Linked DNA regions of Rattus norvegicus: region 2 is linked to region 1. Evidence: chromatin contacts called from public Hi-C data. All regions are on one chromosome and are shown on one strand. Each heading gives the region's core, a stretch centred on a gene start, on an enhancer-like site or on the middle of the called end of the contact. The rest is flanking DNA. Distances are from core to core; before and after follow the strand shown. Region 1 overlaps Lrrc37a (leucine rich repeat containing 37A). Region 2 overlaps Nsf (N-ethylmaleimide sensitive factor, vesicle fusing ATPase).

Region 1 (4,646 bases), core at 185-2,684:
CTAACTTTCCACAGTTCAGTAATTCATTGCTTTATGCCGGATGAACTCTGATGTCCTCACTCAACTGTTCTCATTGCTATCAGCGTGTTGTCATAGTTTTAACTCTCTAAAGTCTCAATGACAATGGGCTAATTAAATGTTAATCACGGGAAATTAAGGAAAGGGAATGAAAGGATACCAAAATTCTTACAGCGGCATTCTCCAATGAGCACACGAGGTTCAAACGGTTAACTTCTAAGCCACTCGTGACAGTGTATAACCCCAGCACAGGGAGGTAAAGTCCGGAAGATCAGAGTAACACGGTCAATCCTGAGCTGTATAGTGAGTTCAAGGTTGAGGCTAGCCTGGACTAATGAAACTTCTTTCCTTTTTTTTTTTTTAAAGAAGTTATTTCAAACCCATTATTGTTTACAATTAATATACTCTTAAAATGTATATTTCAACCTTTACTTATTACTTTGCATGTACCTTGTATAACTGTGGAAGACAACTGGGCTCAGGGACTGAAATATAGTTGTCAAGTTAACAGGAGGTCCCCTACCTGCTAGCTGCCATTTCTGCCAACTGGGCAGCCCAGGAAATTGTGTTTGTAGACGTTTTCTAGAAAGAATGTGACCACAATACATTGCGTGAGCTGTAGCTTACTGAGAACATGCACCAACTGTACACAAAGTCCTAGGTTCAATCCCCATCACTGCCAAATATAAGGAAAAGGAAAAGGCTGTGTGTTAAATCCCCTTTCCCCATGGGTTAAACATAAGCTTTGTAATCAGAACTAGCCTCAAATCCCAATTTTGCTTTTCTTGTGTGCCCTTAGCAAACGGGGACAAGTTATACAAACCTTGTGTGCCTTGGCTTCCTCATCTGGAAAGTGGGGTGGAGGAGGGGGTGGGAGTGGTTGGAGAGATGGCTCAGTGCTAAAGAGTACATCTTGGGCCTGCTGAGGGCAGGAAAGTTCCACAGGCTCTGGCTCCCTCTTGTGGACTCCTCAGACACTGGCCTCACAAGTACGCCTGCCCCTGCTCCATACACACATATACACTTAATTTAAAATAAATGCTTTTAAAGAAAACGGAGTAAGGATTACCCTAGCACTAACAGTCAGGTTAAACATAGAAAAATCACAGTGCTTGGGTGCTGAGGTAATTATTAATGTGACCTATACTGACGTGGGAACAGACTAAACCTAAAATGTTTTTTTTTTCCTGTTTCACTTCAATTCTCCTATTTTATTTTGTTTTTGTTTGTCAGCCTGGGCAACTAAACAAGGCCCTCTGTCAAGAGAGGGGGGATAGAGAATTTATTAATTTTATTGGCGTATAAACAATGTTGCCGACTTATCCCATAGCCCTTGTTAAACACCACGCTCGATTCAGGCGCCCTTCCAGACACAGGAGTGATGGTGGATATAAGGCACAGTCTTTGTCCTCCTGAGCTCATGGCCGGAAGCCCGGCACATGCACAGGCTTGCTCAGGCTGTGATGACGATCAAGACCACAAGTGAGACTGTGTGGTAGAGCCCAGCTGTGGCTGGCGTCCCGCTGAGACCAGAGCCTGGCTGTGACAGGAGCTGGACTGTGGCTACTCTTAACAGTCTTACTTTTCCTCCAAAGCCAGAGAAACTGTCCTATTATTTTTCCTGGTTTAGTGAACTAACTACAAAGTGTTTTAGATTTCTAAGAAAGGACAAGCATCTTGAATTATGGGAGACATTGAAAATAGCCTTTCCTGGCCAGGTATGGTGGAGCACCCCCTCTTATCCCAGCACTCAGGCAGAGACAGGAGGATCTCTGTGTTCCAGGACATCTCGATCCACAGAACAAGTTCCAGGACAGCTAGAGATATACAGAGAGGACGGGGACACACACGCACGCACGCACACTTAATTAATTAATCCCCAAACAAACCAAAATAAAGCCTTTCCTACACAGTAAGAGCTTTACCACCAGTGTGTTTGCTAGATTTTTGACCTAGAAGCTCTTAGCATTTCCTTCCTTTGTATTCTGCCTTTTGTTCTTTTTCTCTATTTCTTTCTCTTTTATTTTCCGTAGACGTGGACAGTCTTCAAAGGAAGAATGTTCATGGATTCTGAGGGTGGTTTATAGGTGGTCATAGGTAAAAAGAAAAAAATTACATATATATGATTGTGTATGCACATGTATGTATATTTCATGCCAATGGAATGAATGTAGACTTTGGAGTGCTATGAAGCAGATTGAATTTGTGTAATGTGACTCTCATTGCTTTTCCAGGATCCTCAACCGTAACCCTCTGACAGTTGTCGAAGATCCTTTCCTTTTTAAGTTGCCAACGTTAAAATATCTGTAAGTATTTGGGTTCCTAGGACGGTCTCTGTTCTTTTTTTTTAAATTTTCATCAAGATAGTATTTTGTCTTAATTTTAAAAAATTATTTTAGTTTCAACTCTATTGTTAAAAAAAAAAAAAAAAAAACCTCACCGAGAACAGGGCGGTGAGCCTGAAGAGGAGGTGTGTGCTCTTAATCCCAGCAGTTGGAGGGCAGACGTGGGGCCTCTCTGTGAGTTACAGACCAGCCAGCGCTGCACCGAGACAATGTTTTAAAAATTAAAATTAAAATTAAAGAAATAAAAGTAGGAGCCTGGGGCTGGGGATTTAGCTCAGTGGTAGAGAGCTTACCTAGGAAGCGCAAGGCCCTGGGTTCGGTCCCCAGCTCCAAAAAAAAAAAAAAAAAAAAAAAAAAAAGTAGGAGCCTGACAAGATAGCTCAGCAAATAAAGGGGCTTGCCACCAAGCCTGAGGACCCAAGTTCAAGAACGAGCTCTCACTATTTGTCCTCTGACCTCCACATAGCCACTGTGGCACATGTACACACACACACACACACACACACACACACACACACCGAGTCTTTTTTTTAAAAGGAAGGAAAGGAAGTTGGACAGATGGCTCAGTGGCTCTGGTAGAGGACCTAGGTTCAGTTCTTGGCACACACATCAGGTGACTCATACCATCTGGAACTCCAGATCGACCTCAACAGGCACCTGAACGCACACTCAGATAATAAATAATAATAATAAATAAGTATTTTTAAAATAAACAAAAGAGGGTTGGGGATTTGGCTCAGTGGTAGAGCGCTTGCTTAGCAACCGCAAGGCCCTGGGTTCAGTCCCCAGCTCCGGAAAAAAAAAAAGGAAAAAAAAACCAATAAAATAAACAAAAGACTCTATGTTGTAGTGCCTACCATTAGTCCCAACAGGAAGCAGAAGCAGACGGGTCACTGTAAATTTAAGGCCATCCTGGGTTTTTTTTTTTAAGATTTATTTATTTATTATATATAAATACACTGTAGCTGTCTTCAGATACACCAGAAGAGGGCATCAGATCTCATTACAGATGGTTGTGAGCCACCATGTGGTTGCTGGGATTTGAACTCAGGACCTCTGGAAGAGCAGTCAGTGCTCTTAACCGCTGAGCCATCTCTCCAGCCCCATCCTGGGTTTACATAGGGAGTATCAGGCCAGCCAGGGCTACACAGAAAAACCCTGTCTCAGAAATTAAAATACTCCAGCTTCCCGTGTCTTTAATATAGTGTATACAGAAAGACAATTTTAAATAAAGGGGCATTAAAGATTTGAAATTTAAGTGAAAAATAAGAACATGGAGTGGTAGCTATAGTAGGGAGAATCCAATATATGAGAGGCGAGAGACAATAAAGACAGGTTCAACAAGAACACAGACATGGGCTGGAGAGATGGCTCAGCGGTTAAGAGCACCCGACTGCTCTTCCAGATGCCCTGAGTTCAATTCCCAGCAACTACATGGTGGCTCACAGCCATCTGTAATGAGATCTGATACTCTCTTCTGGTGTATCTGAAGACAGCTACAGTGTACTCATATATAATAAATAAATCTTTAAAAAAAAAAAAAAGAACACAGACATATTCAACGCGGGCCCTGCCTTAAAGGAAGCACACAGTAAGAGTTTTGGTTTTGTTTTCTGTCATGACTAGACAGTCCAGAACAGACCACCAGCTACTAAAGAGTTACAAAAGTTACAAGAAAAGGCAAACTTCTCTTTTCCAAAGGAGCTCCGTGAAATAATCTTTTGTGGCAAAGAGATTTTATTTTTATTGTTTACCTCTGTTATGTGTCTGAATGCTAATACACGTGTGGTGAGACGGTTCCTCATGTAGTCCGGCTTTCTCCTTCAGGGACCTGGGGGCCACACAGGTGCAACTGACAACAGTTGAGAACATCCTCATGATGACTCTGGAGCTGGAACATCTGTAAGGTTTATCTTCTTAGAATAATTTCACTTTGGTTTAAAAACTGTGTGTGTGTGTGTGTGTGTGTGTGTGTGTGTGTGTGTGTGTGTATAGGCATGAATCCCACCGTGTAAGTATGGAGGTCAACGGACAGCTTTAGGGATTGGCGCTCTCCTTGTACTCTGGGTTCCAGGGATCAAACCTGTTTGTGTGGCAGGGGACTTTATATCTGCTGAGCCATCCTGCCAGCCCTAGATTTCTTTACAGTTTCTCATATTTTAGATGTTTTGAGGTTTGCCTTATTTCTTGAGTCTGAGTTACTGGGGTATGATTTTCATGCAATAAATTCAAGCACATGGGTTGATCAGTTTTCACAGTTAGTCCCCTAACATTACTGGTGTA
Region 2 (4,679 bases), core at 518-3,017, 400 kb before region 1:
TCAATCGAGTGAGAAAATATTTAGAAAATAATTTCTGTAGATTATTGTAGCTGGAAACTTTATTTTAGGCTCAACAGATGGTCTCTCCTGTGACGTCTGGAATTATACTTACATTAAAATAAGAATGTTAATTGGATTTGCATGTATATTTCTAATTTAGAAAGTGAGATAACCCCCCCCCCTTAATTGTGTCTATGAGACTGGTCACATCTTTGGGTAACTTATATCTTTCACTTGGTTGTAAAATTTCATATTTTCTTCTAAAAACTGCAAATAGAGATTAGAATATTGTGACAAGAGTGACAAAAGGGTTTAAGCAGAGACACAGTTATGGGTAGACCTAGAGAACAGATGAGGTCGTATTCCTGCAGACAACTCTCCCTGATCCCATGCTAGCGTCTTTGTCTTCAGGTATTTTCAAATGCATGGTATATACCTTCCTGCTTTTAAATATACTTTTTTAGAGAACTAAAACTAAGGAAATTCTAGCTGGGCTTGGTGGCACTTGCCTTTAATCCCAGCACTCTGGAGGCAGAGGCAAGCAGATGGCTCTCTGAGTTTGAGGCTAGTCTGGTCTATAAAATGAGTTCCAGAACAGCCAGGGCTCTGATACATAGAGAAAGCCTGTTTCAACAATAACAACAACAACAACAACAATACACACACACACACACACACACACACACACACACACAGAGAGAGAGAGACACACACACACACACACACACACACACACACACACACACACGAAATCCTTAAGTTCTTTCTACCCTGGATAACAGCGCCACCATTTGTACCAACACAGCAGTGTGTAGCTTAGAAGGTCGTGTTGGAAGGTGACTTGAGTGAGCTTGGTAGCTAATGGCTGCTGCCCTTGAGCATTCTCAGATGTCCTGTTCAGACATTTACTGTGCTTACCCCTTATGCGCAGTTTTGTGAGGAATAGTCGGGATGGATAAATGAGTGATGAATCACCTCACTTCTCATTGTAGCTCTTATGTTGGCAACGGGTGTTTCTACAAAGAAACTTCATTTTCAGCACCCCTGGCAATAACCTCATAAATGTTAGAGCCAAAGAACAAATTTTTAAGAGCACTGGAATATCAGCTAGCAAGTCACTCAGCGGCTTTGAACAGCATCCCGGGAGTAGGTTTACAGCTCCCCGTGGAGAGGGGCTGTGTCTTGAGAGCCAGGGAAAAGGCGAAGGGACACAGAGTCACTTCTGACCCACTCTTTGAATCTGTTGTTTTTGTCTCCCTTTCCCTGTCCCTCCCTGACTAAGTCCATTTCCAACCTTCGTGCCTAAGAATTCTTTTGAAATTCAGGAGGAAAGCAGCTCTCTCCTCTGGAGGCTATAAGGGGCCTTTCAGTCACACCCAGAGTCTCTCGAATGCTAAGAACACCCTGAGTAAGCCATAGGGGAAGAAAGGGCTCTGAGCTCTGTGAGCGCCATGTTGTGGAGAAGGGAGTTCTCTCTAAGATTAACATAAACACTGACAGTCTGGGAATGCATTTCACACCCCCACTCAGGAGGAGAGGTTGCAATTTAAATGGGGGTTAAGACATCTCTGCGAACTCCCGGGCTCTGTAAACGGAGCCCTGAGGCTAAAGAGCTTATCTGAAATTTGAAAAAAGGGGAGGGAAAAAAAATGAAGGTTTCTGACATTCATCTTTTTTTCCTTGTATTAGTCATAACTTGCTTTTCAGCTATATTTTAGGTTTTGGATGCCAACCTGACATCTGTTCAAGTCTGCCTGTAATTTATTAGCAGAGGAAGAGAAAGCAGTTGCTCACCATGGGGAGACGCAGGCCTCTCTCCCAGCCTTTGGGCTGGATTTAAGGAATGCAAGACTTACTAATTCTCACTTCAGGTCAGGATCAGTAGAAAGGTTTTCATTCGTTCTTTTTCTAACTCAAAGAAAATAGTTTATGATCCTGCAACTCCACCGTCTCTTCTGCAGGATAGAGGCAAGGGGTATGTGCTTGACACAGGACACCTAGAGGTAAGGCAGCCTTGTGCAGGTAGAAATGTGTTTTACCCTGGATTTCTTTCTCATTGTTTGCCTCCCCTGCCCACTCCTTTCTGATCTCCCTTCTTCCTTTCCTTTTCTAGCCCAGGCTGGCCTGGAAATCACTGTGCAGCACCGACTGGCCTCACATGTGAGCCACCTGCCTCAGTCTGCCGAGTGCCAGAATTAGAGACACGGAACACAACACCTAGTCCCACTGCTTTTTAACGTTTATATCACATTTACCCTTGAATAGGAATAATGTAGCTGCGTCTGTATCTCGAGACCGCATGCCGAGTCAGGCAGTGTTTTAAAGTTTATAAGCAGACTTTTGAAAAGTCCGTCTTTGGGCGGTGCAGTCAGCTGGTAGAGTACATAGTGGATCAGATTTCCTGGGAACATTGGCGTTGCCAATAACTGGGTCATTAGAGCTAAAGTGTAATCTCTGGAGTATGCAGCTCTGCGAGAGAAGGCTAGACCGGCGTGCCATCAAGTCCCAGGTTCAATCCCCAATAGTAACAAGCAACCAGACAAGCTAGCAAACAAACCTCCAAAAACGTTTAAAAGATGACCCGACTGTGCCCCAGGAAAGAAATGACAAGGGGAGCTGTGGGGCACAGCACCGTAAAATACAGACATGAATAACAAAACATGCCAGCCGGGCATGGTGGCACACGCCTTTGGGAGGCAGAGGCAGGTGGATCTCTGAATTCAAGGCCAGCCTGATTTACAGAACAAGTTCTAGGACAGCCAGGGCTACACAGAGAAAACCCTGTCTCAAAACAAAACAAAGTAAAACAAATAAATGTAATATAAAAGACCCACTGAATAGGAAGAAAATGTTTGCTTCTGTAAGGGGTGAAGACCAAACAGAAACCTTGTTTCTTTTCTGTTTCTCTGTGTATTTTGAGCACGTACTTTTTTTTTTTTTTTTTTTTTTTTTTTTTAATACAAGGTGTCTCTTTATAGTCCTGGCTGTCTAAGAACTCACTCTGTAAACCAGGCTGGCCTTGAACTCTCAGAGATCTGTCTGTTTCATCTCTCCTGAGAGCGGGAATTAAAAGATGTACCGCCATACCCAGCCCTGGTCTGTGTTTTTTATTAGTTTGTTTAAGATTGTACAGTTTTAAAACAAGCAAATAGATACCAGCACAGGCTGTCTTCAGGTGAGATATTAGCTCAGGCTATCTCTTAGGATGACCCTTAGAACAGAAAGACATCTGGCATAGGTCTGTCCCTTGGCCTTCACAAAGCTCAAAGGGTTCCAGGCCCAGATTCCCTGATGGCTGAGTGGCAGGGGGCAGGCAAGACACCTGTCCTACTCCACTGACGGGAGAAAGGGTTTCTTGATAGGTAATAATGTCCTGTCAACTCTGTTCTCAGTAGTTCCCACATAGTGATGGGTGTACTCCTGTGTCTTCTCTCCAAATGGGCAAACAAATATTTTTGTGGAGGCCTTTAGGTGTCTGGCTAAGAAACACGAGAGAGGAAAGAGTAGAAGAAGGATGACTTGGGAGAGCAGAATTTCTGACAACTGCAAAACCACATCCAAATTTATCTTCAGGAATCAGAAGCCTCTTGAGGAATCAGCGCCCCCTGACCCTGCAGTGAAACAGTGCCTCTTCTGTCTTATGGCTGCCGCCACTGAGTGCTAGCACTTGTGAATCAGGAGACCCTGTTCTAAATGCTTGGCTTGTGTTTTATACATTAACGTGTTTAATTCTCACAACAACCTTGTGAGGTGTCTCCTGTATTGTTCCCATTTTATGGAGCAAGAAACCAAGGCTCAGGGAGAGAAGTAAAGGAGTTAATCCAAGACACCCAGTAAACAGTAGGAGCAGCTTTGAGCCCAGCATGGCCTCAGTTCATGCCCTTGACCTCTTTATTGTTCTTCTTTAATGAAAGCCCACTATCAGAAACCACTGGAGTGGGTCTTCTTGAACCCAGTGTGGAGGCGTCCGCCTTTGAATTAGCCACAGCTGTTTTAGCCCTGGCATCATTAATCTGCTGGACCAGAGAACCACTTAGCACAGAAGCCAGCTGCCCTGCGCACTGTAAACAGCTCTTTCTAGCAATCCCATATGTTCAGGTTGTCACGAACTGGACCCATAAAGACTGCAATGCTTAATGTCTAAAACCACTTCCTAAAAACTGGTGTTTTTAGCACCAGTTGTACCACAACACAGGAAGCAATTGCTAGGTTGTCTTAAGGAAACAGTCAACCTAGAGGCAAAACGTAGCCAAGTTAAAGGGCCACTTAAAAGTTAACAGACCCTGTTAAAGACTGCCAAAGCCAGCATGTGATTAAGTCCCAACCAAGTGGTGAAGACGGTAAGTCACCAGGAACCTAGGCAGGTTTACTATGGAGAGAGACTTGAGGGAGTGGCCTTGGACAGCAGAGGGTCAGCATTGCTGCCCATACAGGGAATCTCACTAAGCAAGATAGCAAATGGGAAGCTCAGAGCTTGTATCAGACCTGGTGTTGGGAGCAATATTGAGATTCAAAAGGTCAAGTTGAAGATGGGTTGTGAAAGTCTGTGAGTTGTGTGACTTTCTGTTCCTAACATAACCTTCCAATAGTCTGGTCACTTCCTCTGCGCTGTTGATGTACTTGAAAACTAGCTGCTCTGTCGTTCTTTTGTTATTGTTGTTTTTTGTTTTTGTTTTGGG

The links. Hi-C and Micro-C count contacts between places; a contact is called where the count stands out from the background.
Region 2: a contact with region 1 is called in a Hi-C map of the A7r5 cell line, with 6 times the contacts expected there. The contact joins two enhancer-like sites. A contact is called at or near these places in 9 of 12 Hi-C or Micro-C datasets (the A7r5 cell line, Schwann cells, frontal cortex and 5 more) and 1 of 1 datasets of contacts at active chromatin or transcription factors (oligodendrocytes).

Annotation. Positions count from the first base shown.
Region 1 is chr10:88,908,744-88,913,389 of GRCr8, reverse strand. It overlaps Lrrc37a (leucine rich repeat containing 37A), which reads left to right. Exons shown (of 14, transcript XM_039087776.2): 6 at 2,253-2,324; 7 at 4,191-4,265. Among named protein-coding and RNA genes, the nearest start is that of Lrrc37a, 22 kb to the left of the region's middle. Within about 2 kb of position 1,434, at least 6 of the 93 cell types and tissues checked have an H3K27ac peak or open chromatin away from gene starts, as enhancers often do. A contact at or near this core is called in the A7r5 cell line, where this site is marked.
Region 2 is chr10:89,308,424-89,313,102 of GRCr8, reverse strand. The region is part of intron 8 of Nsf (N-ethylmaleimide sensitive factor, vesicle fusing ATPase); the gene reads left to right. Among named protein-coding and RNA genes, the nearest start is that of Nsf, 47 kb to the left of the region's middle. Within about 2 kb of position 1,767, at least 4 of the 93 cell types and tissues checked have an H3K27ac peak or open chromatin away from gene starts, as enhancers often do. A contact at or near this core is called in the A7r5 cell line, where this site is marked.